4 separate regions of the Mus musculus genome follow, and all the other regions are linked to region 3. Evidence: chromatin contacts called from public HiChIP or PLAC-seq and promoter capture Hi-C data. All regions are on one chromosome and are shown on one strand. The core of a region is the stretch at or near the end of the contact, and the rest is flanking DNA. Distances in the headings are between cores, read along the strand shown.

Region 1 (6,914 bases), core at 4,170-6,669, 130 kb before region 3:
CCTGTTCTTGCTCAGCTCATGTCTAGGTTGTCTTACCAGTGAGACTTTTTTGGCGTTTGTAAGAGACCCAGTCCCCCCCCCCCTTCTTTAATTTTCCTTGAGCCTTAGGTTCTGGCGCTGTTTCGTAGATGTAGCCATTGGGATTGAGCTCCACAGTTGTGCTTTCTCATTGGCTGAGGTTTTCTGTAATGGTCTCTATCTGTTATAAAGAGAAGTTTCCTTGATGGGGGGTGAGGACAGTTATTAGGCTAGACCCTGGAGAAGGGTGTGTAGGATTTGGCTGGGTGAAAAGGTTGGACGAGGCATGTGGGGGAAGCCTCTTTCTCAATCCTAAATATGTCTCTGAGGCCAGTGGTTCCCTGGACTCAGTAAATAGTGTGCCCATTCAGTGTGGTAGTCAAACTCCTGCCAACTTCAGTCACAGCTGAAGTACCTCTTCCTCTTTAGTGATAGCCTGATGCAGAGGGCACAGGGCCACGTGACACAAAGGATTCCGGGAACTCTCTAATTGGAGTCCTGTTGTCACAAGTGTACATGGCCTTCCTATTCTCTGGTTTAGTCGTCATTTCATAATGCCTCTTAAAGATTGACATCTCAGGCTGGAGAGATGCTCTTCCAGAGGTCCTGAGTTCAATTCCCAGCAACCACATGGTGGCTCACAACCATCTGTAATGGGAATATGATGCCCTCTTCTGGTGTGTCTGGAGACAGCATACTCATATACATAAAATAAATAAATCTTTTTAAAAAGTAAAAAAGATTCTCTCTCTCTCTCCCTCCCTCCCTCCCTCCCTGTATGTCTTGTTCATATACACTTGTGTGTGTGGGGGGGGGGGGAGTACCAGAGGAGAAAGAACCTCAGGTACTGTCCTTCTATCTTGCTCTTTTGAGCCAATGTCTCTCAGTGTCCTGGGACTTGCTGACTAGGCTAGGCTGTCTGGTTGACCAGTCAGCCTCAGAGATCTGCTTATTTCCACAGCACTAGTGTTACAAGCATAAGCCACCACACCCTGCTTTTTTCACAGATGTCCTGGGGTTTGAACTCTGGGCCACACGCTTGCACAATCCTCACTTTACTGACTAAGCTGTCAGCGCAACCCACCCTTCCTTCTGGACGAGATCGTGTACCCCAGCTGAACTCGAGTTTTCGATCTTCCTGCCTCTGTCTCCCGAGTGCTAGATTATCGGCTTGCAATTCCCTGGAGACTTCTTCCGGGTGAGTGAACTTACCCTGCTGTCCCTGAAGCTGGAGAAAGCATGTGTCCCACTGTCTGAGGCCTTGCCACTTTCAAATGAGAGAGAAACCACCCTCCACATGCTACTCTACCAGCACCCTCCCACCCCGTCAGAGGGTGAGTGGGCTGTGAGGAGGATGGACTCCCAGCTCTATATTTGCGGATGCTCCAGGCTTTTGCCTGTTGTCTGTGCTTTACTGTGAGTGAGCACGGGGAAGATTAGGAAATCCAAGCCCATCATTCTTTCAGAGTCCTGCCCAGAGCATTCGGTCTGAAATGTAGGAGACAGAGGACTCATGGGAGCCCTCCACCCAGGGCCTTCATAGACACAGATGGTGACAGCTGAATCTAAACACCTGGAGATAACGCCCTTTCCATTCAAAGAATGACATTACCCAACCAAGTGACTAAAACCTAGTTTGCTCAGTGATTACGCCTAACGATTCCTATCATTACCTGGGTAGACACAGCTCTGACTAGCCTTCTGCCCTTGCTCTGAGCTTTCCAAAGCCTTGTGGTTTCATGCTATCCCGCCTGTCTTGGGGCCTTGTGGTCCATTACCACGTGGAGGATGCAGCCTTCCTCCCAGCCCCAGGCAAGTCTTGCTCACCCTGGTGAATATTCTCTCCTCCCTAGACTATTCCTGAGCCCTAGGCTCCCTGCCTTTTTCCTCTTCCCCTCACAGTGTGAATTTTATCTGTTCTCATGGTCCCTCAACACACACACACACACACACACATTCAAACACACACACGCTCTCATACACACATGCACAACATGCACATAAACACAATACAAACAGGACTGTGCACATGAGGCAGCGCACTTTCTTCATGATACTCAAAAAGTAGAGAGAGGCAAAGGCCAGCAGTCCACAGTCCAGTTGTCTTCTTATGAGTTTCGAATCAGTGAATAATGAACGGATGAGGGCATCAGTGAGTCAATCAACTCATTGATCACCAATGATCACTGGGTTGGGAGAAGTAGAACTTTCCCAGAGAACCTGGCCCTTTGAGGCTACCTCAGGTGAGCAATGTTAGTGGGGGTCACAGTGATTAAACTAAGCTAGGGAATTTATCAGCATAAAACTTAATCCAGCTCGTTCTACCCCCATCAACCCTGAGCTGTGGACAAGATGTGTAATGGAAGATGGGGGGCTCACATTAGGTCATCACAGCACAGCATCCCAGAGCCTCTGCTCACAGAAAAGCCTGTGTTCTGGGTGCTGATGACTCTCCTTCGTTCTCTCCTGGGGTTGCCAATCTTGTGATTCCTGAAGTACAGCTGGTGGGGTCCCAGTGGCTGTGGTATGGGGTCCTGTAGGGCAGTGTGCACGCCCTGCCTCTGACAGTTTGTGAATGGGGTGCATTGTGTCTTACCTAGAATCAATAATCGTCAGACTTCCGGTCTACAGTATCGATGGCCAATGTTCATCTCCTCTTCCCGGAGCAGCTGACACATTTAATGGACATTTCCTCCGTCTCCAAGTACATCCTTCACTTATGTTCTGGCCTCCCCCTCCTTGGCTCATCAGTCTCTCCGCTCCTCTCCCTTCCCCCCTTCTGAAGTGGTTAATCTTCATTATCAACCTAAATGGATTCAGAAGCCCCTAGGGGGCTGCGGGGGGTGGGGTGGGGGGTGGGTGGGACCTGTCCTAAGTGTGGATGGCTCCAGATGTAGTGAGAAAGGAAACAGGAAAACAATGGGACACCTGACTTCTAGCTGTTGCCTCTCTGATCTCTGAGCACAAGAAGAAACTCCTGCCACTCTTCCTCTGCCATGATCTCTGCCTCACAGCAGGCGTGAATCATGGAGCTAGGCAATAGCCGACTGATCCCTTTGAAACTGGGAGCCAAAATACAAGCTCTCTCCCTCAAGTTGTCTTGGACGTTCAGACACAGCAAAGAGAACATAAACAAAACCAGAAAACCTAACACCTTCCCAGTCGCTCCCTCATCTCTCCAGTACCTTGTTTTCCCCTCCCCTTCTCTTCTCTCCCTCCTCCTTCCTCTCCTCTCTTCTCTCTCAGTGACCTTATCCATCCTCAAAGCATTTGATATTACACGTACGTACGTACACTGGTCACTCTCAAACTCTTTTCAGAGCTTCAGTCTCTCGAAGCCTGCCCGACTGTCTCCTTTGGTTGGAAGTGCCAAACTGAGCGCACAACTCCTTTTGCTTGCTTCCTGACTGACCCACCCCAGCTGCTGGCCTCGCCTGCCTCAGTGTTAATCTAAATATCCAGGCCACCACCATTCTTGCCTCTCGAATCCCTCTCCCTACATCAGCAAATTCCACAGGCAATAACTTCAAAGTATCTCTGGAATCTGCATTCTTTTCCCTACCCCTACCCTGCCCACGTCACTATCAGTCCTTGCCTGGATTTATTTCTTCACAGGCCTCTTCATTGCTCCACCCGGCCCCATTTTTTTTTTTCCACACAGCAGCTTGGGTGATCCTTCAAGACTGCAGATGACATCATGCCTTTCTTCTGCTTAGAACTCTCATCTGAGTAAACATCTCAGGATGTAGCTCAGTGCTAGAGTACTTGCCTAGCACACAGAAAGCTATCCATCCCCATCACAATACACACAGATACACGCACACACAGACACAGATATAAACACATGGACACACACACATACACAGATACACACACAGACACAGATATAAACACATGGACACACACACATACACAGATACACACAGAGACACAGATATAAACACATGGACACACACACAGACACAGATATAAACACATGGACACACACACATACACAGATATACACACACAGACACAGATATAAACACATGGACACATACACAGATACACAGATATAAACACATGGACACACACACATACACAGATACACACACAGACACAGATATAAACACATGGACACACACACATACACAGATACACACACAGACACAGATATAAACACATGGACACACACACATACACAGATACACACACAGATATAAACACATGGACACAAATACAGGTATACACACAGACACAGCTATAAACACACACAAAAACACACACTAGCTATAGCTATATACACATACACACACACACACATACACATACATACCCACATACACACTAGCTATGGCTATACACTCAGATATACACAGACACACACAGGCACACAGACAGACAGACAGACAGACAGACACACACAGGCACACAGACAGACAGACAGACAGACACACACACACACAAACTAGCTATAGCATTACAGATGAACCCAGACACAGATTAGATGAACCAGCAAACAGAAGAGAAGACTCTGTCTTCATCAGTGAAAAGTCCCTTTGATAGAGTTATAATTGGTGGTGATGGGCGGCAAGGAGATTTGAGGGTGAGTTTAAAGGAAAGAGGCCAGTGTGGAGACATGCTTCGGAAGGGTGTCACTTGTCTCCACTGCATCCTTTTGCTTGCTCTCCTGTCCCTTTCTTCCAGGCTGCCAAAATGAGCAGCTGCACCCCACCAAGCCCTGTCACCATGAAACCCTTCCTGCAGACCCGGAAAGCTGATCATGAAAGTGTGAGCACAAACTCCTCTTGGCTCTTTTGAGTTGACTTTTCAGATGTTTAGCACAGCAATGGGACATTGACTGGCATAACCCACGGTCACATGGCCTTTTATTACTGTAATCCGCCTAGTCAGCCTTTCACACAGGATTTCAGCTCTCCGAGGGCAGCCTCCTCCTGTTTACCTATTCCTTGCCACACCCAGAGCCTAGTACAGCAGCAGGCATTTCTAAGACTCTCCCATTTGAGCAAACCCACTTGCCCTCTCCTTCCTACACACCCACATGAAGAAACTGTCCCCAAAGCCACGTCCTTTCCCATAATGACCAAAGTGGGGCTAGCACAGAAATGTAAAGCGGTGCCCATCAGATTGGTGGTGGGAGAGAAAACTAAAGCCAAAAAATGGCTAATCGCTGGGCTGTCACACCAGCTCCTGGGGAAAGGTCATGGGGGTGATGATGGTTGCTGTCTGTCTGTTCCCGGAGATTAGTCTGGGATCTCACAGAAAAGACTGTGTCCCAGGCAAGAGAGAGCCACGTCTCAGTACAGCACAGAGCCCTTTCCTTGGTGCCAGCTGCACAGAGTGGTGAGGTCTAACTGGCCAAGTGCCTTTGTGCTGAGGCTTGTGTGGGGCCCCATGACATCAGTCCTTGTGGAGGCAGCCAGGTAAACACCATCATTATTGTTTGCTGAAGAAATTGCCAGCTGAGCAGTGTGGGGCTTGCCCAAGGTAACTGAGCTAGAACTTCTGTGTTTCTCATCCCCCCTTAAATGGATGGGGGTCCTCAGAGAGCTGGAAAGCCTGTAGGCACACTTGCCTCTCCTCCATCATGCCAACAAACACACCGTTCTTACTTTGTGTGGTTCTGACCCCAGCTCTCCCTGAAATGCTTAAATACAGATGGAGACTGTCAGGTTCATATGTCAATAAAATGTGGGTGTGAATATTGTGGTAGAGGGTGTGTCACTTTTTAAAGGGGACAGGGGACATGGTCACAGAAATATTTCAAGGGAATTTACATAGAAGGAAGGGAATTAAAAATAGCCCTGGCTTCTACAAGGAAATGGAGGCATGGTTTACAGTATAGTGTACACATAAGCTTCTGGTAGGACGAGACAGGTGAGTGTCTCGTGTCAAATTACCTCACACAGTGCAAAGGTCTTGGGGTGTGTGCCTAGCTCAGCTAGGTCCCCAGTGTGGCGGGGGAAGGGCCAGACCAAGACACAGCACAAGTCATTCAGGTTGCCATCACTAGCCTGGCATGGGGTGTGTGTGTCAGGGGGACATGAATCCATAGTGATGGAGATCAATGAGGAGCCAGGTAGATGTGTGGAGGCCAGCAAGGGGTGGCCACCATTGTCCTGGGAGAGATGGGGGCAGCACAGTCAGGCTACCGGTTTTATTTGATGTTTATGTAAAAGTGGTGGCTTAATGTGACACAAGTGGGAAGTGAGAGAGGGGGAAGGGGACAAAGGCTTCGGCTGGGCTGGCCAGGACGGTAAGCCCCACTTCTCACGCTGTGACCCGAAAATACAGTTTCTCATGTTGTGGTGACCCCTCAACCATAGGATGATTTCGTTGCTACTTCATAACTTTGCTACTGTCATGAAACATGATATAGATATCTGTGTTTTCCAATGGTCTTTGGCAACCCCAAAGGGGTCGCAACCCACAAGTTGAGAACCACTGCTCTGGAGGAAAACCCCTGGCAATTCTAGGGGACTGGACAAGCTGGCTAGGTGTCGTGAGGACAGTTGCTATCTATGACAGCCATGTTGTTTGGGGCACACATCAGTGTGTGGTAAGGCCACCAAAACCCCCGAGCTTGGCTGAGGCGCACTAACACCGTGCTTCATTCTGACAGGGCTGTGTAAGGGGAAACCTAGCAGGAAAGGTGGGCTTTTGTTATGCACCCAGAGTTGGGGCTGTGAAGAATAGGGAGAAGTCAGCCCAGTTGCATTTAGTGCTATAAAGCCTGTTATTCTGGCACCTTAGGAGGCTGAGGCCAGAGGGTTGCAAGTTCAAGGCCTGCCTGGAGAACTTGGTAAGGGATCTGGCTCACAATAAAAAGTAAAGAACAACAAAACATAGAGCTCAGATATAGCTGAATGATAAGGTGGAGGCCCAGCATGCACCAG
Region 2 (6,810 bases), core at 1,062-3,561, 230 kb before region 3:
TTGTTTATCCTGAAATGCTCATTAGTAGTTAGATGTGTACATCTACAGCCAAAGTGATGGCTCATGGAAGCCAGGCAAAGGCTTGTAAGCCCAGTGGTGGCGAGGTGGAAACAAGCAGAGTCCAGGTCTCACTGGTTGACATCCCTGGAGAATTCCAGGCTAGTGCCTACAGACACAAAGGTGAGTGGCCCCAGAGGGTTGTCTTCTGGCCTCCATTGCACATGTATACACACACTTTCTCTTCTCATCACCCCCCAAACCCCCCACAAACAGAGGGAAAAATTCAACCAAGTTCCAGGCCAGTGAAAGACCCTGTTCTCAAAAACCAAGGTAGATGGATGGCTCTTGGAGAACAGTAAGTCTGACCTCTGACCTCTGGACTCATATATGTGCACACATGACCATGTGCTCACATACTCTCTCACACACTCGTGCACCTTTATATATCACCCCCGCTTCTCTCTCTCTCTCTCTCTCTCTCTCTCTCTCTCTCTCTCTCTCTCTCTCTCTCTCTCTCTCTCAGCTCCTTTCAGTCTCTATTCTACAACTTATTTTTGTATCTGGGTATGTTTTGCCTGCGAGCATATCTGTGCATGCAGTACCTACAGAGGCCAGAAGAGGGCATCTGGTTCCCCAGAACCGGACTTGCAGAAGCTCACAAGTCTCCATGTGGGTGCTGGGAATCTAACTCTAGTCAGTCTGGAAGAGCAGGCAGAGCTCTTAACTGCTGAGACATCGTTCTAGCTCCTGTCTCAGTATTTCAGAAACTGATGGGTGAGTTCTGGCAATTTGGCTCAGCAGACTTCCAGAGGCTTCTGAAGGGTTTGAGGGTAGGTGCACCTGCCTAGTTGGTCTTCAGAGGTGTGTGTGTGTGTGTGTGTGTGTGTGTGTGTGTGTATCGCCACCTTCAGTGTGAAATACAGATACTTAACATGTCTTCTTTAAAGTCCGGCTGTGTTGAGTGGCTGGTATCAGCCTCAGATGGGACAATTCCACATCTCAGCCAGGCCCCAATGGTCCCAACACCCACCTCAGCATGCTCTGCCTACAGCAGATAGCTAGTCCCATGCCTGCAGACCACCTCTGCCTACTCTCTGTCAGCAGCTGGCCCTGTGTGCAGGAACCCCTAAGAATCCCTGTGATTGGCACTCCTCCTGTGCAAATTGCACCCAAATCCACAACGCTATGGTAAAGCCTCAGCGCCCCATCCTGCACCAGCCGTGCCCTAATCGGCCCCCTGCCTTTGAGTTGCCAATGCAGAGTTTCCCAACTCTTGGTATCCCCTAGCCTAGGCCTATGGCTAGAGAGCTTGGGACTGCTCCCTAGAGATGCTATGGTGTAGCCAGCCTCAAACTTGCTTTGTAGCCGAGGATAACACGGACATCCTGAGCCTCCTGCCTGCATCCCCGAAGAGTTGGGAGTGCAGGCATACACTGCTGTGCCCGGCTCAAATGCAACTTCAAACAATAGCAACAACAAAAATCTGAGACTAAGGATGGTGGCATAAGCGTTTCATTCCAGCTGGCACAAGGCAGGGGCAGGAGCAGGGGCAGGGGCAGAGAGGCAGAGAGGCAGAGAGGCAGAGAGGCAGAGAGGCAGAGAGGCAGAGAGGCAGAGAGGCAGAGAGGCAGAGAGGCAGAGGCAGAGAGGATATCTATGTGTTCAAGGCCAGTCTAGTCTATGTAGTGAGTTGCAGGCCAACTAGTCTCCATAGTGAGTTCCAGGGTAACCAAGGTTACATACCTTATCATTGATGGCTGCATCAATGGATCTGGAAACCGTGGGCATGGAGGGCTGACCTCACAGCTAGTTGACTGAGGTGCCAGTGGAACCTGCCCTGCCCAAAACCTGTGTGCATTTTGCACAGTCCCTGAGCCTGTGTGCTACTGTTTTGTTACCTTCAAGATGTGATAAAATGTTCCATACTTTAGAGGCTGCTGCCCTGGAGGGGTGTGAGGTTAACGGGGCAGCACGCAGGTGCCTGGCTCAATAGCTGGTTCACGCTTTTCCAGAGTCCTTGGCCCTCCTTTTTTACACTCCATTCCTAGAATCACCTTCTGTAAACATGATGAAAGAGAGGCCAAGGACCATCCCCTTGGCAGTCTGGGCAGTGATCTCTTGGTCGGTCGCATCCTCCGCCATCCCCCTTAGCCTGGAGGAAAGGAACCTTCCCACTGCACGCTTGGAGAAGCTTTGGGATTAAAACCAGCTGTGGTGCAGATAATTAAATTCTGTGTATTCAAGGCCAGAGGGAAGGAGAATGGAAGGGTGGGAACCATGTGTGGCAGGAAGGACTGAGTCACTGCTGGGGCTGGTGAGTCACAACGCAGGGAGCATGCCCCTTAGGACTCAGGATCAGTTTGTGGTGGGCCAGCTAGGGTGACTGGGCGGGAACGCTGGGATGTAACCTCTCAGAAAGCCACTGCAAAACCTTAGCTCTCCTCATCATGATCTCTCCACACCTTCAGGGTTCCTGAACGAAGTGCCAGTAGATGAGATGGGAGGGCACAAGGGTGAGAGCATCCAGTACAGGCAGTCTGAGGGGACCTGGCTGCCCCCATGGAGCATGTCCCAAACTCTAGGTTCTTGAGCTGAGACCCAGGTCTCTGAAGATAGCTCACACAGGGCTGACTGCCCCAGTTCCCCACATCAGTTGGCTGCTTTCAATGGGGCCGCAGCCCAGGCAGAGGCAGGCAAGGCAGGCTGTGTAGCACTTGGGACTAAAAACAAATGGCTTAAATCCAGGCTGTCCTGGGTTCAAGACCTGTCTGTGCTACTTGCAGGGTTCTTAGTATCCGCGAACCTCAGTTCTCTTATCACCACAGTAAGGAGAATAGTGTGTGCCTGTGTGGATCTCTGTGATAATCTGTAATAATTGAATAAATATAAATCCTTCCTCTGGAGCAGTGCTTCTCAACCTTCCTGCTGCTGTGACCCTTTAACACAGTTCCTCATGCTGTGGTGACCCCCCCCTCCCAACCATAACATTATTTCATTGCTACTTCGTAACTGTAATTTTGCTACTGTTATGAATCGTAATTTAAATATCTGTGTTTCCTGATGGTTCCAAAGGGCTCATGATCCTCAGGTTGGGAGTTGCTGCTATGGAGTCAGGCACATGAAGGATGTCCTGGAAGTGCTGGCTGCGGCTGTAACCACTGTGAAGCTGGAATTACCACTCCCGGGCCGGTTCTTAGGCTTCTCTGACTCTGTTTCCCTCACTGCAGAATAAGGCCGATAATGCCAGAGTGTGCTTTACTTTGAGAGCCCGACTTTGCCCCTTGCATTATTTGAGGGGGTACGGCCGTGTTTTAGGCATGTCATCAACAAGATATGGTTCAGTTCTGATCAGGGTTCCATGAGCCCTGCATCTCTGGAGGGCAAGCAGTACTGCAGGCTATGCCCAGTGGAACCTTAGAAAGGGACATTAGGTAGGTCGGTCTGTCTGTCTGTCTGTCTGTCTGTCTGTCTGTCTTAGTTTGCTTTCAATTGCTGTGATAAATACCACAACCAAAGGCAATGTGGGGAGGAAAGGGTTTATTTGACTCACAGGTTATAATCGTAAAGGAAAGAAACCAGGACAGAACTAGAAGCAGAAACTGATGCAGAGGCCACAGAGGGATGCTGCTCACTGGCTTGCTCCTCATGGCTTGCTCAGCCTGCTTTCCTATACCATCCAAGACCACCCGACCAGGGTGGACTCTCTCCCCTACATCAATCATTAATCAAGAAAATGTCTTGCAGACTTGTCTACAGGTTAATCTGATGGAGTCATTTTTCTCAAATAAGATTTCCTCTTCCCAGTTGTCAACAAAACAAAAAAAACCCAAACAAACAAACAAAAAAACAACTGACCAGCACAGAGGGATTAAGGCTAGGGGCATGGTGCTTTACCAATAACACCATAGAGCCAAGTAGGGACTCTCAGCTTGAAAGAAGGAAGGGAGAGGAGGGAGATCTGACTGACCCCAGGAGACAGGACTTGGGAGCCAAGCTGTCAGGAGGCCAGGTTAGGCATTTTTGCCAATGCCAAGAACCCAGCCCTTCCTGCAAGACTAGCTCAGCCTTTTGCTCTGGGAGCTAGACTTGGGGTACAGGGATCCTCCAAATGGACAGTGTGCTTCGCTCTGGCCCAGCGCCCTCCTATCTGCCTCTCCCCACCCCATCTGTGCCTATGTCATTGTCTTAGCTAGGGTTTCTATTTCTGCGATGAGACACCATGACTAAAGGCAAGTGGGGAGGAAAGGGCCTATATGCACTGTAGCCCATCATTAAAGGAAGCCAGGACAGGAACTCACACAGGGCAGGGTCCTGAAGACAGGAGCTGATGCAGAGGTCATGGAGGGGTGCTAACTTGCTTTCCATGGCTTGCTCAGCCTACTTTCTTAAAGAACCCAGGGCCACCAGTTTAAGGATGGCACCACCTACAATGGGTTTCCCCCTCCTCCATTAATCACTAAGAAAATGCTCTATATCTGGATCTTACAGAGGGTTCCCCCCACCCCCCGCAATTGAGTTTTCCTTCTTTCAGAAAACTCTAGCTGTGTCAAGTTGGCATAAAACTACTCAGCACAGGGATGGGGGAGCCAGCCTCTGAGGGCTGCACTGCCCAGACTCCTGTGTGCTGGCTTCTGCCAGGGCTAAGCCAGGAGAAGGCTGGGGTTTGCTCCAGTAGCCTGTCCTGCTGAGTGGCCTCCTGTAGTTACGGTGTCTCCTTTGGGCTCCAGTGCCTGCCACCTCCACCCCATGTCTGATGGTATCACCATCTCTTTTTCTCTGGGTCCCTTTTGTCCTATGGTGGCTCCTTGGTCCATTACATCCATATAGAAATTTTAAATTACCTCTCTGTAAACTGTTCGAAGGACACCTAAATCACAAATATGGATTGAAAAAGCAGTCAAAAACTAGAAGAAAAGGATGCTTATTAATTTTGAAAGCTAGAGCACATGTAAAAAATTTACTTAAGATTTTTTAGAATCTACTAGATTCTTCCAGAACATTAAAAAAAATATTTTGTTTTTGTTATGTGTGTTTGTGGTATGTACACGTGAGTACAGTGTATGTGGAGGCTGAAAGGGTAGGATTCCTGGAACTGGAGTTACAGGTGGTTGTGAACTACCCAGTGTGGGTGCTGAGAACTGAACTCAGGTCCTCTGCAAGAGCAGTATGTGCCTTTAACCTCTGAGCCATCTCTCCAAACCCGGAAAGAATCCTTTTAAAACTTTATTTAATTTTATGTTTTTAAAATTGACACTGAAGCCGGATGTGGTGGTGCATGCCTTTAATCTCAGCACTCTGGAGGCAAGGGAGGCAGATTTCTGAGTTTGAGGCCAGCCTGGTCTACAAAATGAGTTCCAGGATATCCAGGGCTATACAGAGAAACCCTGTCTTGAAAAACCAAAAATAAATAATAAATAAATAAAATAAATAAAATAAAATACTATTTCTACTTGGGATTTGAAGATATATATATGTGTGGGTACATGTATATGTGTATATGCACATATTATATATACTTATATATTGTATATAGTGAATGCATAATATATATGTGACTTATTAGAGTGACTTACAGGCTGTGGTCCAACAATGTCTGGATACCCACAGAAAGTCCAAAATCCAGTAGCTGCTCAGTCCATGAGGCTGGATGGCTCAGCTGCTCCTCAGTAGACGCTGGAATCCCAAAGAAGTAGACTCCAAAGCTCGTTCAGGAATGGATTTACCAGTGAGAGTGAAAGCAAGCAACCATAGAGAGGAGAGCTTCCTCCTTCCAGGTCCTTTGTGTAGGTGACCAGCAGAAGGTACGGCCCAGATTAAACATGGATCTAAAAGTGGGTCTTCCCAACTTCAACAAATTTAATTAAGAAAAGCGTCCTCATGGGCGTGTCCAGCCATTTGGCTTTTAGTTATTTCCAAATGTATCAAATTGACAAGCAAGGGCAGTGTGTGATTACCTGCATGTATATGTGTGCACTGTGTTTGTGTCTGGTGCCCACAGAGACTGGAAGACATTGGATCCAATGGAACTAGCTACAGATAGTTGTGAACTGTGAACCACCAAGTTGCTAGCTGCCAGTTGGTGCTGGGAACCGTACCTGGGTCCCCTAAAAGAGCAGTAAGTGCTCTTAACCCCTCAGCCAATCTCTCCAGCCTATTGTTTGACTTTTCAGCTGTCAGCTCCTTACACTCTCTTGCTTTCTCCATCGGCTAGACTTCAGGTTGTCACGTGAGGTCTGTGTAGTGTTGGGGACCCCTGGATAGAACTCAGGGACCCACAAGCTTAGATGGGAAAGTGACTCCACTCTCCCCTCCACTTGACCCCTGACGGTTTTCTGGCTCATACAGCAGGCAGCAGCAAAGCCCCTCTGCTATTAGCAGGGCCTGGCATTCTGACATGGGTATTTTTAGTTTACGGTGCAGCTGTCGCACAGTCTCCAAGTGTTGGTTATGTTCAATATTATTTCAGAGTTACTGGAGTTAGAAGATCTGTGGTTCAGATCATGTGATTTACTGTGTTAATAAAGTAGTGTGTGTGTGGGTATGTGTGTTTGCGTGTGCGTGTGCGTGCGCGAGCGCGAGTGCGTGCTAGAACGTGTGTGTCCCAAACTGGATTGTCAGTATTTGCTAGCTGGGTCATCTTATGCCTGGTTTTCTTAACCTCTTTGCACTTGAGAAGGACCTTAGCCTTCCGCAGCCACACATGCCCTATGGGCAGCTGTCCATCCTGAGGGCTGCGGGGCTGTGTCTGCTTATTTACTGCTGGGGCTGCAGCGTCAGGTGGGCAGGGCGCTGCGTTAATGAAATTCCTTG
Region 3 (6,862 bases), core at 3,589-6,088:
GCCTGGGCTGGATCTGGGTCCATCTGGAGGAAAAAAATCCCCCAAATGGATAAGAGCCCATGGAACCGTCTTCATTCAAACCAGATTATATAACAGAGTCACAAAGCACTTGACATATTGGTCCTTCAGTGCCATGGAAGCCCCATTCCCAGTGCCACACAGGACAACGTATTCAGGGCTCCTGCCCTGTATGAGGTATTGGGAGAAGTCTGATTTGGCTCAGTCCTGTCTGGTACCCTGATGCTGGTGGAAGACGCCATCCTACTGAAGTGATATGTTCTTTTTTTTCCAGTGTAACAGCTAGACAAAAATCTCTACGTGTTTGGCACCAGCGTCTCTCTCTGGCAGAAAGCATTCTTCAAGGACTGAGTAAACCTACCGTCTAGGGCTGTGGCCAGGAGAAGGCCCCCATTGGCTTAGTCTCATACAGCCTTTCCCACTACAATTTCCTAAAGAAAACGAGGAGGCCCAGCAAGGTGGGCACAGGCCTGTCCTGCCTTCTGCCCCCATTGAGAGCAAACTGAAAATGCTTCCATGAAACAGGCGTGGAGGAATGGACTTGGAGAAGTGACTTAGCCATCATATCTAGTTAATAATCACCCCGCTTGCCTTAAAACAAAAACAAAATCCACACTTTCCCTTCGGAAGGTAGCAAGAGTATATCGATCCAGTAAATGCCTCCTAAAGTGGGGTTTTGTTGCTATGACAACAGAAATACCCTTTTTCATCAAGCCCTTCGACTCCACTTAGACTGGGAAGCCCGCATTTGTAGTTTCTCCTGATGGGCTTTGTGGTTTCGAAAGCCTCCTGCCAACTCAGCAGCTTCAATACAGTTATTAATATTTTTAAGCGTTTGAGTGTTTTGCCTGTGTGCATGGTCTGTGTGTGCCTGGTTTCCTCAGAGGCAAAAGAAAAAAAAAAGTTGTCAAATCCCTGGACCTGTAGTTATGTATGGCTTGCAGCCACCACATGGATGCTGGGAATCGAACCCAGGTCCTCTACACGAGCAGTCAATGCTTTACCCACTGAGGCACCTCTCCAGCCGTTTGAGCAACTTTGTGTTTATTCGCTGCCTACATTCATTTACTGTTCATCTGCTCACATTCTGTACCTGGGTTGTTTATTGCTAAGCTTTTAAAATCATAAAAATATAATTTACAGAGACTAGCCATTTTTAGATAGGCATTTGGAGAACACCCTTTTCAAATGTGTGGCTTTTCTTTTGATTTTCTTAACAGTGTCTTTTTACAGATAATGGAAGTTTTAAATTGTGAGGTATCTAATCCAAGTCTAACTATTTTGCCTTACCATCTTAGTTAGAAATGGTTTTATATTTTGTCTATGATACGTTCAGTTGGTTTTTGTACGTAGGCTTTTTTTTTTTTTTTTTTTTTTTTTGGCCTATTAGGTATTGTGATGGTTAATCCTGTCACTTGGTCCTTAAATTATCTAACCATTGGGCAGGTCTGTGATGGTATTTCCTGGAAGGACAGATAAGTGGTGGTGATCTTCCCCTGGAGTCGGCAGCAGTGGGCCAGCCTCTGTTCCTCCTTGCTGGTGAGGGCCTCTACCCTATAGTGGAACTGCTGCCATCAAGACATCCTGAAGCTATGCCATTGACCAAGAATGGATTTGAACTTAGGACCTCTGGAAGAGGTCAGTGCTCTTAACTGCTGAGCCATCTCTCCAGCCTGAAGGAACATTTCCTTATGAACCCCTACCATAGCTACACTTCCAACTTGAAACTTAGAAAACTTGACAAGACTGAGGCTGTGACTCTAGTGGGATGTGTCTGTTATCTCCTCCCATGACAGCTGACTTCATCTGGGTGAGATAGCATCTGCTGGATCACTCTCTTGTAAAGTTATCATTTTTCAAAGAATTCGTAGAGAGATGCTTTGAACCTGAGTTAAGATCTCTCATTCCTCGTTCAATGTTTATCCATCAGATTTAGTAAACATAATTGCCAAATAGATCATTGCTCTGACACAACTCCTTGTAAACTTATTCTGCGGTAAGGAAGAGCTCTCTCTCCTCCTCAGTTATTATTTTTGGATCAGTGTGGAGTCCTGAATATCTGATGGAAAAATCAAAGTTAGCTCACAGAAAATGCACTGCACGGTGCATTGTGCCACTGCTTAATGTGGCTTGAAACATCAGCTCTGAGATTCCAAACAAAATGAGGACTCTAGTTCTTCTACGAGTTTAGATCCCCAGATCAAGAACAAACCAGCAAGTGGAGCATGAACAGATAGACCACTGGGATGGAGACGTTCCGAACCCAGAGAGTCCACAAGGGCTGGAACATGGACAATTGTGTAAGTGTCGGGGATGGGGGTGGGGAATCACTGGGGGTCATGCCTCACCCTATACACTGGATCAATTCTTAGTGTACCAACGCTGAATACGAAATAGTCTCAGCCTGCACATGTGCAACAGAGAGCTGGTGACTCTTGGCAAGCCTGGGGGCTCCTCCACATGCTGTAGACATCTGTTCTCTATGTGTGTGTATTGTATTAAAAGCAAGATGCCGCAACTGTACACGTCATGCTGCCCGTGGCTTTTGTAAATGAAGAAGATAGAGAATAAGTATCTTGGCTTGCTTGTGAAGGCAAGTTTGAAGAACGAACAAGAAACAATGGTTTGCTGTTGGGGCACAAGCGCAGGTGTAGAAGAGACTTTCTTTTTTTTTTTTAACTTTGGACTGTTTATCTTTCATTGCTGCTTATCATAATCCTGAATAATACATCTCAAGTGGAAAAATCCAGAATTCTGAAAGATCAAAGATTATTGAGTCAACTCTAACCACCCCCCCCCCCCCGCCCTGACTGAGCAGGATAAAGCACTTGTGAGCATGCGCTGGACTCCGAGGTCACTGACCAGTAGTCCTGAATTCATATTTCTGAAAGATTAGTCCCAAGGGGGGGGTAGGGATAAATATATATTAGGACTGGAAGACTGAATTGTGGGGAAGAAATTGGTGCATTTTGATGTGTTATTGGTTGGTGAGGGAGGGTCTTTCCAGGGGCAACTCGTGTGGGTTGAGTGAATCATGTGGGAGGAGTCTCTTCTGCAGCTGTGTTTCTGTTAGTTAATGTTCTTGAGAGCAGGACACTGTCCAACTGCATATGTAAACGTGAGCTTTTGTGGATATGGATATATATCATATATACATGCATATATATCACATATATGTATGATATGGTATATATCACATATACCATATACATTATATAGTACATATTAATTATATTATACATTGGATGGTACATATACATTATACATAATATCTAGCATGATACATATATATGATAGATATCATATATAATACATACATCATATACATGATACAAATATAGTATATATATCATATATGTATGTGCCAGGGCTTTGGCATGTAGCTCAGGCTGGCCTTGATCTGTGATTTTGCTATGGTAACCTCCTCCTCCTCATGCTGGGATAGTCCAAATCCATTTTTTTTTTTGAAAGACAGCCGAGGATGTGGTGCACGCCTTTAATCCCAGTGCTTGGGAGGCAGAGGCAGTTGGATCTTTATGAGTTCAAGGCCAATTTGGTGTACAGAGCAAGTTCCAGGACAGCCAGAGCTATACAGAGAAACATTGTGTCGAAAAACAAAACAAAACAAAACAAAACAAAACAAATGGACCATATTGCCTCCAAGTTAAAGGTAAAGAAATCAGAAACATCTGCTAATGGACAAGGAGTTAGTCTTTAAAAAAATATCTTTTTTTTTTCCCGAGACAGGGTTTCTCTGTGTAATAGCCCTGGCTGTCCTGGAATTCACTCTGTAGACCAAGCTGGTCTCGGACCCAGAAATCCGCCTGCCTCTACCTCCCAAGTGTTGGGATTAAAGGCGTGCCCCACCACGCCCGGCGTGGCACACACGTTTAAACCCAAAAATTGAGAGGCAGAGGCAGGCGGAGTTTGAGGACAGCCTGGTCTACATAGTGAGACCTACTTTCGAAATAACAGTAATAAAAAAATTGAAACAAATGACACTAGTATTTATTCAAATAAACAAATCACTTGCACTTATTAAAGATTAGCCTTAATTTGGAGAGGTAACAACCACTACGTGGGACTGTTGGACATAGTTCAGACGGACAGGTAAGCGCTTCCAGTGGCTGAGAGAAGCCCGGGGCTAGAAGCGTCCATCCCTCACCTGGAGTACCAGTCTATTCCGGAGTCTTTTTCCAAGATGCCTACACGGAGGTGGGGGAGGGTCCTACACTAAGATGGTTTTCTTTAAGTCGGTCTCTTTACTCCTCTGATCTCAGCAAGAAGACGCAGCAGAAAGCTCAGCCTTATAAAACCAAGTTTGCACGCCGCGGGCATTTTCTGGTTATTCAAGTTGGTTTTGAGGGCTGCCCAAAGAGATCAGTTCTTTGGACCAAAAGAGCGGTGCAGCGGGGCTTGCGGATGGGGGCGATGTGTGCCATCATCAGGAAGGGAAAGGAGCCGGGAGCTGGGACTGCGTAGCCCCAGCGGCGCGTTCAGGATTCCGGCCGGCCGGCAGGCTGGCTGACTGCGTTGCAGAGCTCGGTCTTCGCATTGGGCCTCCGACGCGGCCTCGGCCCGAGTCTGCTGTCTCCCGGCTTCTGAGTGGCTGGGGGGCCGGGGTTAACCTTTCACCTCCGCGCTCCGTCCAATCACAGGACGGCTTTCATGCGGCCGCGGGGCGAGCGAGCGAGGGGGCGCGGAGCGGCGGCGCGACGCCGGTGGGATTCTCCAAGCCGCTGTGCGCCGTCGCCGCGGGCCGAGCGCGGGCTGCGGGCGAGCAGGGCGCTGCGCAGTCTCCGCAGGCGCGGGCGGGAGGGGTCGGGGCGCGGCGCGGTGCGGCGCGGGCGGCTCCGGGCCCAGGTGAATGGAGTAACCTGACAGCGGGAACGAGACGACGGCGAGCGGCAGGAAATGGCGGCGGCGGCGGCGGCGCCGGGCGGCACCGGGAGGCCTGGGCTGTGACGCGCGCGCCGGAGCGGGGTCCGATGGTTCTGGAAGGCCCGCGGCGCCCAGTGCTGCAGGTGAGGCGGGCTCCCTGCTGGGCCGCTTTGTGTCCGGGCCCGGGGGACGGCGATGCCCGGCCCGCCTCTTGCGCGAGGCCCGCGCGGGCGCCGGGAGCAGGCCGCGACGCCGAGCCCGGGCAGAGAACTGTCCACGCGGGCCTCTCCGCACCCCCGCCTTAGGAGGAGCGGCCTTTGACAGGTCCCGTTCCGCGTTCGAAGCCCGGGAGAAGACAGGAGGTATCCACGCGGGCCGGCGTCTCGGGAGCGACCCGGGCCTGCCAAATGGCGCGGGACCCCTGGATGCCTCCGAGGATCTGGAGGGGGACAAGGCCTCAGCGAGGTGCGGGCTGGAGCCCTGGGAAGGACTGTTGTGTGTTTATTGGCAGGTGACCAAGGCTGGCCCTAGGGGGTGGGTGGCCCAGGCCATGTTTTGTGCCCCTCCCCTTTTAGGTCGTCTGGACCTTGCGAAGAAGGGTCTTTGCTTAAGGGGCTTTCGTTCAGCCAAATCTGTGTGCATCTCCAGCCAGCACACCAAATTGGTGTGGATTGCCTAGCAGAGATGAGCTGCCCTTGTGACTTTGCCTTCAGGACAGAGCCAGTGTCCTGAAGACTTGCCCAAATGGATGACTGGGAGTCTATGATCTGTAATAGTCCTTGCTTTTATGAGTAGACTTGTGATTAAAGGGTTAGTTACCGATATATGATGCCCTAAGTATTATGGTGATCAAGTGTTGAAAGACGTCATCGGGTGAAAGAGACTTACTTGGGAGTTCGCTCCTGAGTTTCTGAATCTTTGATTGTTAGTTTTCTGAGGAACCTCACTGTAAGTCAGTAGGAAAGGATGCAGTTCAAGAGTTAAGCAACTTGAGATATGTTTTTCAAACCTGTTGTAAAGTAGGATCGCTGAGTTGGAAATTCATTGGTATAAACATTTTAAGTTTTCTAGGCAAAAATTTTCATGGTAACCAAGGACCTGAAATGTAACCGAAAGGTGAATACTGGGTGAGGCTTGTAGCAAGCAGTAGTTTGGGTGTTTTTGGAAATATCTTTTTGATATCTTTGGGGACTGAGTTCTGGAATAATCTGTTTCACTTTTCAGGCTACCTGTGAAACATGCAGTGTGTAATATAAACAGTGCACAATATCATGACTGGAGTGTATTTTATAGAACTGTCAGCACCAAGGGCTGCTTTTAGTGATCAATGTAGTAGCCTAAGTTTGTGAATTTACACGTGGCTCCAAAAGATGACTCGGTTGGCTTTAACTGGGTGATAAAAGACCTTGCAACTGCATTAATAATGTAGTTGTCTTCCTGTCCCACACTGAGCACTGCATTATGGCAGTGTTTCTGGGCAGGAGTTGTATAGCTAGGCTGTTTGTCTGTTGTTGAACTTTCTTGTTTTGGTTTTAGAAGGTATTTTTGGTGTAGTTCATTTCTGTCTTTCTTGAAAGAAACTTTTAGGAAGTTTCTCTCTCAGCCTCTGGGGTACCGGAATTACAGGCATGCACCACCAGGCCTGACTCTCTTGGTCCTGATCAGAGAGTGGTTTCGTGGTGTTATGTATGAGTGCGTCTAGGTGTAGCTCTGCTTTCTAGGGAGGATAACGTGTGTAGCATTGTGTCACAGCATTGCCACATCTGACTCTCTGACCAGTCTGATGCCGTGAGATGGGGATGTCATTTGAGCAGGTGGGTGTGCTCTCTAAGGATTGCCTCTCTGCAGCCTACACCGCTTATCCGTGGCAGGGAAGGAGGACATTTGCTAAATCTCATCAGTCTGTACCAAGACGTGTCAGGCTCTTTTCTCAGAGTCTCACTGAATGAATTCTCAGTGCGTT
Region 4 (7,363 bases), core at 1,545-4,044, 160 kb before region 3:
CTTCAGAGAAAGGAACACAGAAGTGAGAAATTCACAACAGATCCAGCCAGCTAGAGGAACCCACCATGGCTCCCAAGTGAGGAATTCTTGTTTCTAGACAGCATGTTGATCTTAGCACACAGCACAGAGTCTCCAGCAGCAGCTAGCACATAGCTGTCTCTGGAATTTGCCATGGTGGGAACTGAGGGAGAAATGTAGGCCTAGTTGGTTGCAGGAGGCCTGGGCCTTGGAGGGACTGAGCAGGGTGCATACAGTCTGAGCTTTTACACTTCTGTCAGATACCATGAGGGCTGTAGTTGTGTTGGCAAAGGCAGGAAGGACTCTAGGGAGCGCCGGTCCTGAAGGCAGCGAAAAGAACCAAAATGGACTCGAACAGTCATCCAGGAAACTCCCCTTCAGACCAGCTGAAGGGCTTGCAACTCCCAGCAAGCTCTCTCTCCTGAAGCCATCACCCCCAGTTCTAGTGTGAGAGGTGGGCCAACTGAGGTAAAGCCAAGGAAGCTACAAGAGGTGCAGGGTGAAGGGAAGGTACCCCCACCACGGAAGGCCTCACTGGGGGCCAGGGCAAGCAGAGGGGGAGGGAAAGAGATTTAGGGATCACTTTGGAAACAACAGGTTGCTTTCAGGCTTTTGCTATCGGGTAGGCCATGCTGAGCACCAAGGGGCACCTCTCTCTCTGTGTCCATACCTCCACCCAACACAAACCGGGAGCTAGGCTGCTAGAATCAAATGGCAGCCCACGCTCAGCCAGTGTCAGACCCAGGATTTGTTACTAATTCTTCTGTCCTTGGATCCCTGGGGCGTTCAGCTTCATGGTGGAAACAGAATCCACCAAGCTCATAGTGTGCCCACTTACATCCCACCCACCTGTGACCTTCCGGAGGCCACCTTTGTTTGTTTGGGCGGTTACACTTACAGGAAAGCAGATGCCAGCCCTGGAGACCAGCTAAGCATCCTAACCGTAGGTGGGTTTACACTGTCCCTGTCCCCCAGCCTGAAAGGTCCCAGACCAGCATCTCCTAAGAACCCTCAGGGTCTTCCCCCCAAAGATCATGCCCTGTATCTGGCCCCTGTGGCCCTCAATCCTTTCCCTTGAGTGACGACTGACTATATGACATGCTCCTTTCACCTCTACCTCAATAAGTGCTGAGCCAGCAAATACAAATGTCCTAGCTGTGTACACCCCATGCTGGCCATCAGTGAGGGGTGTGGGAGATCAGCCAGGCTTCCCAGAGGAGGTAGCGCCTGATGAACCCATGAGTCGAGTGGCATGTTGACCAGACAACATCTTAGACCTGAATGACACTCTGTCACTGTTGTTGTTATAGAAGGGATAGAAGATTGGAAGAAGCCATGATTGCTGGTGGTCCCATTGCTTCTAACCAACCTGAGTCCCAGAGGCTGTTTAGCTTTCAGGAAGATATTGGAATTAGAGAGGCATCAAGAATTGTGATACATATATACACATATTTATTATTACATATAGCATATAATAATATATAAATATGTATTTAGATATTCATATATTTGTATCGTATGTATAGGATTATATCATATATATCTATATATGTGATATACAAGAATTATATGAGGGTAGATACATAGATACATAGATGTATACACTGATAGATGATCAATACATACATACATACATACATACATACATATACATGTTCATGTGAGTAGGTGTATGTATATGCATGTGTGTGCATGTGTGTGAGTGCATGCGTGTGAGTGCATGTGTGTGTGCATGTGTGTGTGTATGTGTGTGTGTGTTTGTGGTGTGCTCACATGCGCACACATGTGTCTAGGCTGGATAACAATCTTAGATGTCATTCCTCAGGAGTTTGTTTTCTGAGACAGTCTCTCACTGGGCATGCAGCACACAGATTAGGTTCGCCTGGCTGACCACAACCCCCAGGGATATTCAGGTTTCCCTCCCCATTGCTGGGTCACAGGCACAGGCAGTCACCATTGCCTTCCCCCTCCCCCCGCCCCCCCCACATGGGCTCCAGGGATTGAGCCCAGGAGCTCACACCAGCAAGGGAAGCTCTTGACCAACTGGATTCTCTCTACAGCATATTTTAGTCAAACGGAAACTACTGGACTGACTGCTCAGCATCTTCGGAGCATAGACAGTGTTCTGCTATCCGCCTCCACGTTGTCATGGACCTGGGGCTGGAGTTGAGGCTTCTACCCTACCCCATTGCACACCCCACCCCCACCCCCAGACACACAAGGTCTTTCTTAGGTAGGAGACAAAGGCTCAGAAAGCTCTGGGCCTGAACCTGTTTTACCACATTTGGCCTCAGTAGGCTGGTCTCATCACTAGTCTCTGATTCTGGGGTTGCTAAAAAGAAGCCCAGAAGCGCTCTATGTGAAGCCCTGTGGGAGCCTACAGAGGGTGAGCGATAGATAACCTCGGGTTCCCTCTTCCCCTGGCTTGCTTTCAAAGCTGGTCTGTCTTTATTCTGAAGAACACAGCATGGTACCTGGTACCCAGATGGAGCTGAAAAGACGCCCTGAGGACTGATCTGACCCCTGGGAGGCCAAACACCCAAAGGACCCGGTGGATAGCTAATCCTATTTTAAAGCCTTCTGCTTCCCTGATTAGAGGCAAAGTAGGATGCTGAACTTTCCTGACCCCTCTTCTCCCAGGAGGCTGTAAATCCTGCCAACCGGTGATCAGATAAAAAAAAGAAGTTTTCTTGTGAAGTTTTAGCGTCCTCTTAGACAATAAAGGCAACTCTTTGGCCCCCTCACCTCATTTCATGATAAAGTCAGGCCTCAGTGCAGGGCAGATTGGAGATCACAGCAACAGCTGTTCGAAGGCAGAAGATAACGGGCTTTGGAGAGGAGAGCTTCAAAAGACAGACGCCGGACGGGTTGGACTCTGCATGGGATCCCAGCTCGGTCACAGCCCCCAATTAACTTCCTTAGCAACACAAATCTGATTTGGGCAACAAAAGGGGAAATTAAAACCAGACACTGACATGAAAGGCTGTGGTCTGTTTGGTTTGTGTGCGTGTGTTTGTTCATGTTGGGGGCCTTTTCACAACAAGAAATAAGAATGCCTTCCCGTGAGGAATTCTGCTTTCGACAAGGTGAAACTTCAGGGAGCCGTTGTTCTCAGTGGCTCATTTTGTCTTTTTACAGCAGCGGGAATATTTTGCCGAGGGACGTAAAGTTTCCATTCTGTAAGCAGAAGACTCCTAGGATGGATTCTTTCTTCTTCGTCACTCTCCTCCTTTCCTCCCTCCCCTTCCCCTCTTTTTCTCCCTCTCTCCCTCACTCCTCCCTTCCCTCCCTCTCCCCCTCGCTCCTTCTCTCCTGCTCCCTTCTTCCTCTTGCCTCTTTCCTTCTGTTCTTCTCTTTCTCCCTCCCTCCCCCTCTCCCCTCCCCTCTTCTTTCTTCCTTCTGTTCCTCTCTCCTTCCTCTTCTTGGGTTTCACATATCTTCCATCTCACAACTTAGCCAAGAATAACTTTGAACTTCTGATCAGCCTGCTTCAAACTTCCCAGTGCTGGGATTATAAGTATATGCCAACACCAGTTTATCCCCAGTCACCAGCACAAATATAACACATAGCAGATGTTTGCACAACATCTGTCTAATAAACGAATTAACTCATATCCTCAAACATACCTGTGAAGGGTTAAATAAAAAGGGCCCCCATTGGCTCATGTATTTGAATGGTTAGTCATCAGGGAATGGCACTGCTTAGAAGGATTAGGGGTGTGGCCTAGTTAGGTGGGTGTGGCCTAGTTGGGGTAGGAGTGGCCTAGTTGGGATAAGTGTGGCCTTGTTGGGATAGGCGTGGCCTAGTTGGGGTGGGTGTGTCTTTGTTGGAGGAAGTGTGTCACTAGGGGTGGGCTTTGGGCTTTCAGAAGCCCAAGCCAGGCTCAGTGTCTCTCTTCCTGCTGCCTGTGATTGTATATGTAGAATTCTCAAATTTCTCCTGCACCTGTCTGCCTGCAGGCTGCCATGCTCCCCACCATGATGATAATGGACTAAACCTCTGAAACTGTAAGCTAGCCCCAATTGTTTAATTGTATAAGAATTATAATTGTATAAGAATTACTATGGTCGTGGTGTCTCTTCACAGCACTAGAACACTGACTTCGTTATCCATAGAACAAACATTTTAGAGTTATAGTAAGTTACTATAACAAAACACTACGGACGGAGCGGCTTATGGACAACAGAAGTTTGTTTTTCATGGTTATGGAGGCTGGAACTCAAGGTCCCTAACAGGTTGATTTCTGGTGAGAACCTTTTTTCTCACTCTGAGCTCACATGGAAGGGGTTAAGAGTCTCTTCCTGTCCTCCTCTTTGAGGTACTACCTCATGACGTAATCACTTCCCCCTCTGTGACAGCTTGTACCTAGAGTGTCCCAGAGGCCACATTTATAAGCTTAGTCCACAGGTTAGTGCTGTTAGAAAGACTGGGGGAATTTTTAGAAGTCGGACCCAGTGGAAGGTCTTCTGCTCATTGTGAGTGTGCCATAACAGGGACTGTGAGACACTGGCCTCCCCTCTTTCTCTCTTTCACACCCAACCTTGAGGACACTTTTTAAAAGAAGAGAAGAAATTCTTTGCTGAGACAGTGCCCTGTACACTGAAGGTCGCTGACCAAAAGGAACTAGCACCTAAGCATGACGTTTCAAAACCCTCACCTTCAGGGGAAAATGTACTAGCTGGATGTAGTGGCATTACACCTTTAATCCCAGCACTTTGGAGGAAGAAGCAGGAGGATCTCTGGGTTCAAGGCTAGCCTGCTCTACAGAGTTCCAAGACAGCCAGGAATACATTGAGAGTGTTCTGGAAAGCTAAAATCAACCAAAGAAAGGAAAGAAGAAAGGAAGGGAAGAAGGAAGGAAGAAAGGAAGGAAGGAGGGAGGGAGGGAAGGAAGGAGGAAAAGACAGAAGGAAGTAAGGAAGACGGAAGGAAGAAAGGCAGAAGGAACGATGGATGGAAGACAGAAAGAAGGAAGGAAGGAGGAAGGGAGGGAGGGAGAGAGGGAAGGAAGGAAGGAAGGAAGGAAGGCAGGAAGGCAGGCAGGCAGGCAGAAGGAAGGATGATGGAAGACAGAAGGAAGGAAGGGAGGAAGGAGGGAGGAAGGAAGGAAAGGAAGGAAGGAAGGAAGGAAGGAGTCCCTCTGAGTACCTAGCAACACAGAGCACATAAGGAAAGTGGTGTTGCTGCCAGGTCATTTTTCAGCAGAACAGTCTATGGCAGAAATGCAATGCCTTCGTCCACATGCACAATGCAAGCAGGGGAAGCGGTGTCTGAGAAAAATGAGTTTCCAGAAGGGGAATCGTGTAAAGACTAAACAAAGTCACCAACAACCTGTGGTTTGCAGATGCCATTGCTGCAGAGTTGTCCTGGGGAACCTGACAGACAGGAGGGTGCAGAGGGCAGGTGACCAGTGACCCAACACAGGACCATGTGGTCACACAACACAGCCTACAACGAGAGTTATAGGTGGTTGCTTGGGGTGAAACACAGGGACTCATGCGTGCTAGACAAGTACACTCTAAGGACTGAGCTACAGCTGGGGGATGTAGCTCAGTGGTGCAGTCCTTGGGTAGCCTGTATGAGGTCCTGGATTTAATCTCAAGCATCAGAAAAAAACAAAAATCCTGCAACCATTGAGTTAAAGGTACACTGACAACTGGGCCTCAGACCCAGTGGTGACGGTATTACTGATGTCACAGGATTGGGTAACCATGGAGGGTTGAAAGTGTAACCTTCTTAAGGCCTTGGCCCTCAGGATGCCTGACATGAGGAAAGTAGATGAAAGGAAATAACGGAAGCAAAAAGAGCTCCCTGTTAGTGGACAGCATCACTCTGGGGTCTATGGCAAACAGTCCATCGTGGTGGGGACCATGTGGTGGCGTGGAACTGCTCACATTGTGGAAGCCAGGAAGAGGCGGGGAGGGAGAGAGGGAGAGGGAGAGGGAGAGGGAGAGGGAGAGGGAGAGGGAGAGGGAGAGGGAGAGGGAGAGGGAGAGGGAGAGGGAGAGGGAGAGGGAGAGGGAGAGGGAGAGGGAGAGGGAGAGGGAGAGGGAGAGGGAGAGGGAAGCAGTCCTCGTCATGTACGGCCATCTCTTAAACTCCCTGTCTCCCTGTAGTGTCACACAGAGGAAAGGAAGGAAGGGGGAACTGGGGCAGGCAAAAGCTTTACTTTGATGGCTGGGCAGGCCTTGGGACCGACCATTCTACATCCTGAAGAGAGATGCCAGGGTCCCAGGGTGGGGGGAGGGGATGGGGTGAGGGTGGTTCACACTCGGAAAATTCCAGCATGAAGGCACAGGTGGGGTGTCGGAGAATGTGTTCACAGATCTGGGGTTAAGTGTGTGCGGTACTGTGACATAACCAGAGATATATCTAATGTTTACCCACGGCTCCGATGGGGTTCAGTTCACAAGAACTTTGTTTGGTTGAATACCAGGAGGTTTCTGTTGAGAGGCCCATCCAGAGAAGGCAGGGAACTTGGTCCCTTCCCTGTACCTGGCCCTGGGTGTCTCTTCCACCCATTCATCCACTTGTGTCTGGTGTTCCATCCTTTCTGACCCATGGCTAAACTGTTTTTCCTGAGCTCTGTGGGCTCCTTCAGAGAAGTGAGTAATCAGCTCAGATCAAATCAAATCTCCTTACAGTCATTCAGTCGGAACCACAGGTAAAAACAACACAGGCTGGTGATTGTCCGCAGGAAAAGGGGTGGCCTCTGGGGACCAAACACTCCCCCCTGTGGTAATGTGACACTCCCTGAGTAGCTGTGTTAGGGTTGGGTTACAGAGTGCCCAGCTGGTGTCTGCTTAAGGCTGACGTGTGGGAAACCACACACACAAACACATGTCTGATGCCAAAGGTCCTGTGAGAAACAGCGGGACGACAGAAAATGGACTCACTCATGACAGTGTGGACAGGAGTCCAGAGCAAAGATTTTTGCAAGAAAAGAGAGGTGTCTGTAGTGACTCAGGGACCCAGGAGCCAGGCTCACTGTTTGCTCTGGCTGCAGGAGCTGCCGTCCAGCCCTGGGCTCAGTCAGATCCTGGGAGACATTGGTGTGATGGAGAGGCAGGCATTTGGCACCTGCTTCCTCCTCAGGACACTCCCGCTCCTTTTGGCCACCTCCCGTGTCACTATGTCCCATGTCCTCACCTTCTCCAGCAGTTAGAGTAACCCTGAGGCTAATACACTTCATGAAAGAGGGGCAGGGTGGTTAAGAGGGTACTCCAGCTTCCTGCCTTATTGTGGGACAATTATGAAGGAAGCCCCAAATTATCCCAAAGAGAAGCAGTTCTCAACTCCTGGGTCACAGCCCCTTTAGGGAGTTGCATATCAGATATCTTACAC

The links. Promoter capture Hi-C pulls out the DNA fragments that hold promoters and counts their contacts. HiChIP or PLAC-seq counts read pairs in DNA pulled down with a chosen protein or histone mark.
Region 1: an H3K27ac HiChIP or PLAC-seq map of extraembryonic endoderm stem cells shows a contact between it and region 3. The contact joins the enhancer-like site here to the promoter of Dicer1 in region 3. A contact is called at or near these places in 4 of 39 promoter capture datasets (the SN4741 cell line, cranial neural crest, liver and 1 more), 1 of 484 Hi-C or Micro-C datasets (embryonic stem cells) and 6 of 115 datasets of contacts at active chromatin or transcription factors (bone marrow-derived macrophages, embryonic stem cells, epiblast stem cells and 1 more).
Region 2: a contact with region 3 is called in a promoter capture Hi-C map of cranial neural crest. The contact joins the enhancer-like site here to the promoter of Dicer1 in region 3. A contact is called at or near these places in 3 of 39 promoter capture datasets (the C10 cell line, cranial neural crest and liver), 6 of 115 datasets of contacts at active chromatin or transcription factors (embryonic stem cells, extraembryonic endoderm stem cells, forebrain and 3 more) and 1 of 9 other capture datasets (liver).
Region 4: a contact with region 3 is called in an H3K27ac HiChIP or PLAC-seq map of differentiating embryonic stem cells, with 2.3 times the contacts expected there. The contact joins the enhancer-like site here to the promoter of Dicer1 in region 3. A contact is called at or near these places in 7 of 39 promoter capture datasets (the 3T3-L1 cell line, 3T3-L1-derived adipocytes, cranial neural crest and 4 more), 5 of 484 Hi-C or Micro-C datasets (cranial neural crest, embryonic fibroblasts and embryonic stem cells), 18 of 115 datasets of contacts at active chromatin or transcription factors (SST interneurons, bone marrow-derived macrophages, craniofacial prominence and 10 more) and 1 of 9 other capture datasets (embryonic tail).

Annotation. Positions count from the first base shown.
Region 1 is chr12:104,880,751-104,887,664 of GRCm38.p6, reverse strand. No RefSeq gene overlaps it. Among named protein-coding and RNA genes, the nearest start is that of Clmn, 19 kb to the right of the region's middle. Within about 2 kb of position 5,419, at least 29 of the 459 cell types and tissues checked have an H3K27ac peak or open chromatin away from gene starts, as enhancers often do. A contact at or near this core is called in extraembryonic endoderm stem cells, where this site is marked.
Region 2 is chr12:104,979,107-104,985,916 of GRCm38.p6, reverse strand. All of the region lies in intron 2 of Syne3 (spectrin repeat containing, nuclear envelope family member 3), which reads left to right. Among named protein-coding and RNA genes, the nearest start is that of Syne3, 16 kb to the left of the region's middle. Within about 2 kb of position 2,311, at least 124 of the 459 cell types and tissues checked have an H3K27ac peak or open chromatin away from gene starts, as enhancers often do. A contact at or near this core is called in trophoblast stem cells, where this site is marked.
Region 3 is chr12:104,749,928-104,756,789 of GRCm38.p6, reverse strand. It overlaps Dicer1 (dicer 1, ribonuclease type III), which reads left to right and starts at 4,838. Exons shown (of 27, transcript NM_148948.2): 1 at 4,838-5,042.
Region 4 is chr12:104,903,747-104,911,109 of GRCm38.p6, reverse strand. No RefSeq gene overlaps it. Among named protein-coding and RNA genes, the nearest start is that of Clmn, 42 kb to the right of the region's middle. Within about 2 kb of position 2,794, at least 28 of the 459 cell types and tissues checked have an H3K27ac peak or open chromatin away from gene starts, as enhancers often do. A contact at or near this core is called in differentiating embryonic stem cells, where this site is marked.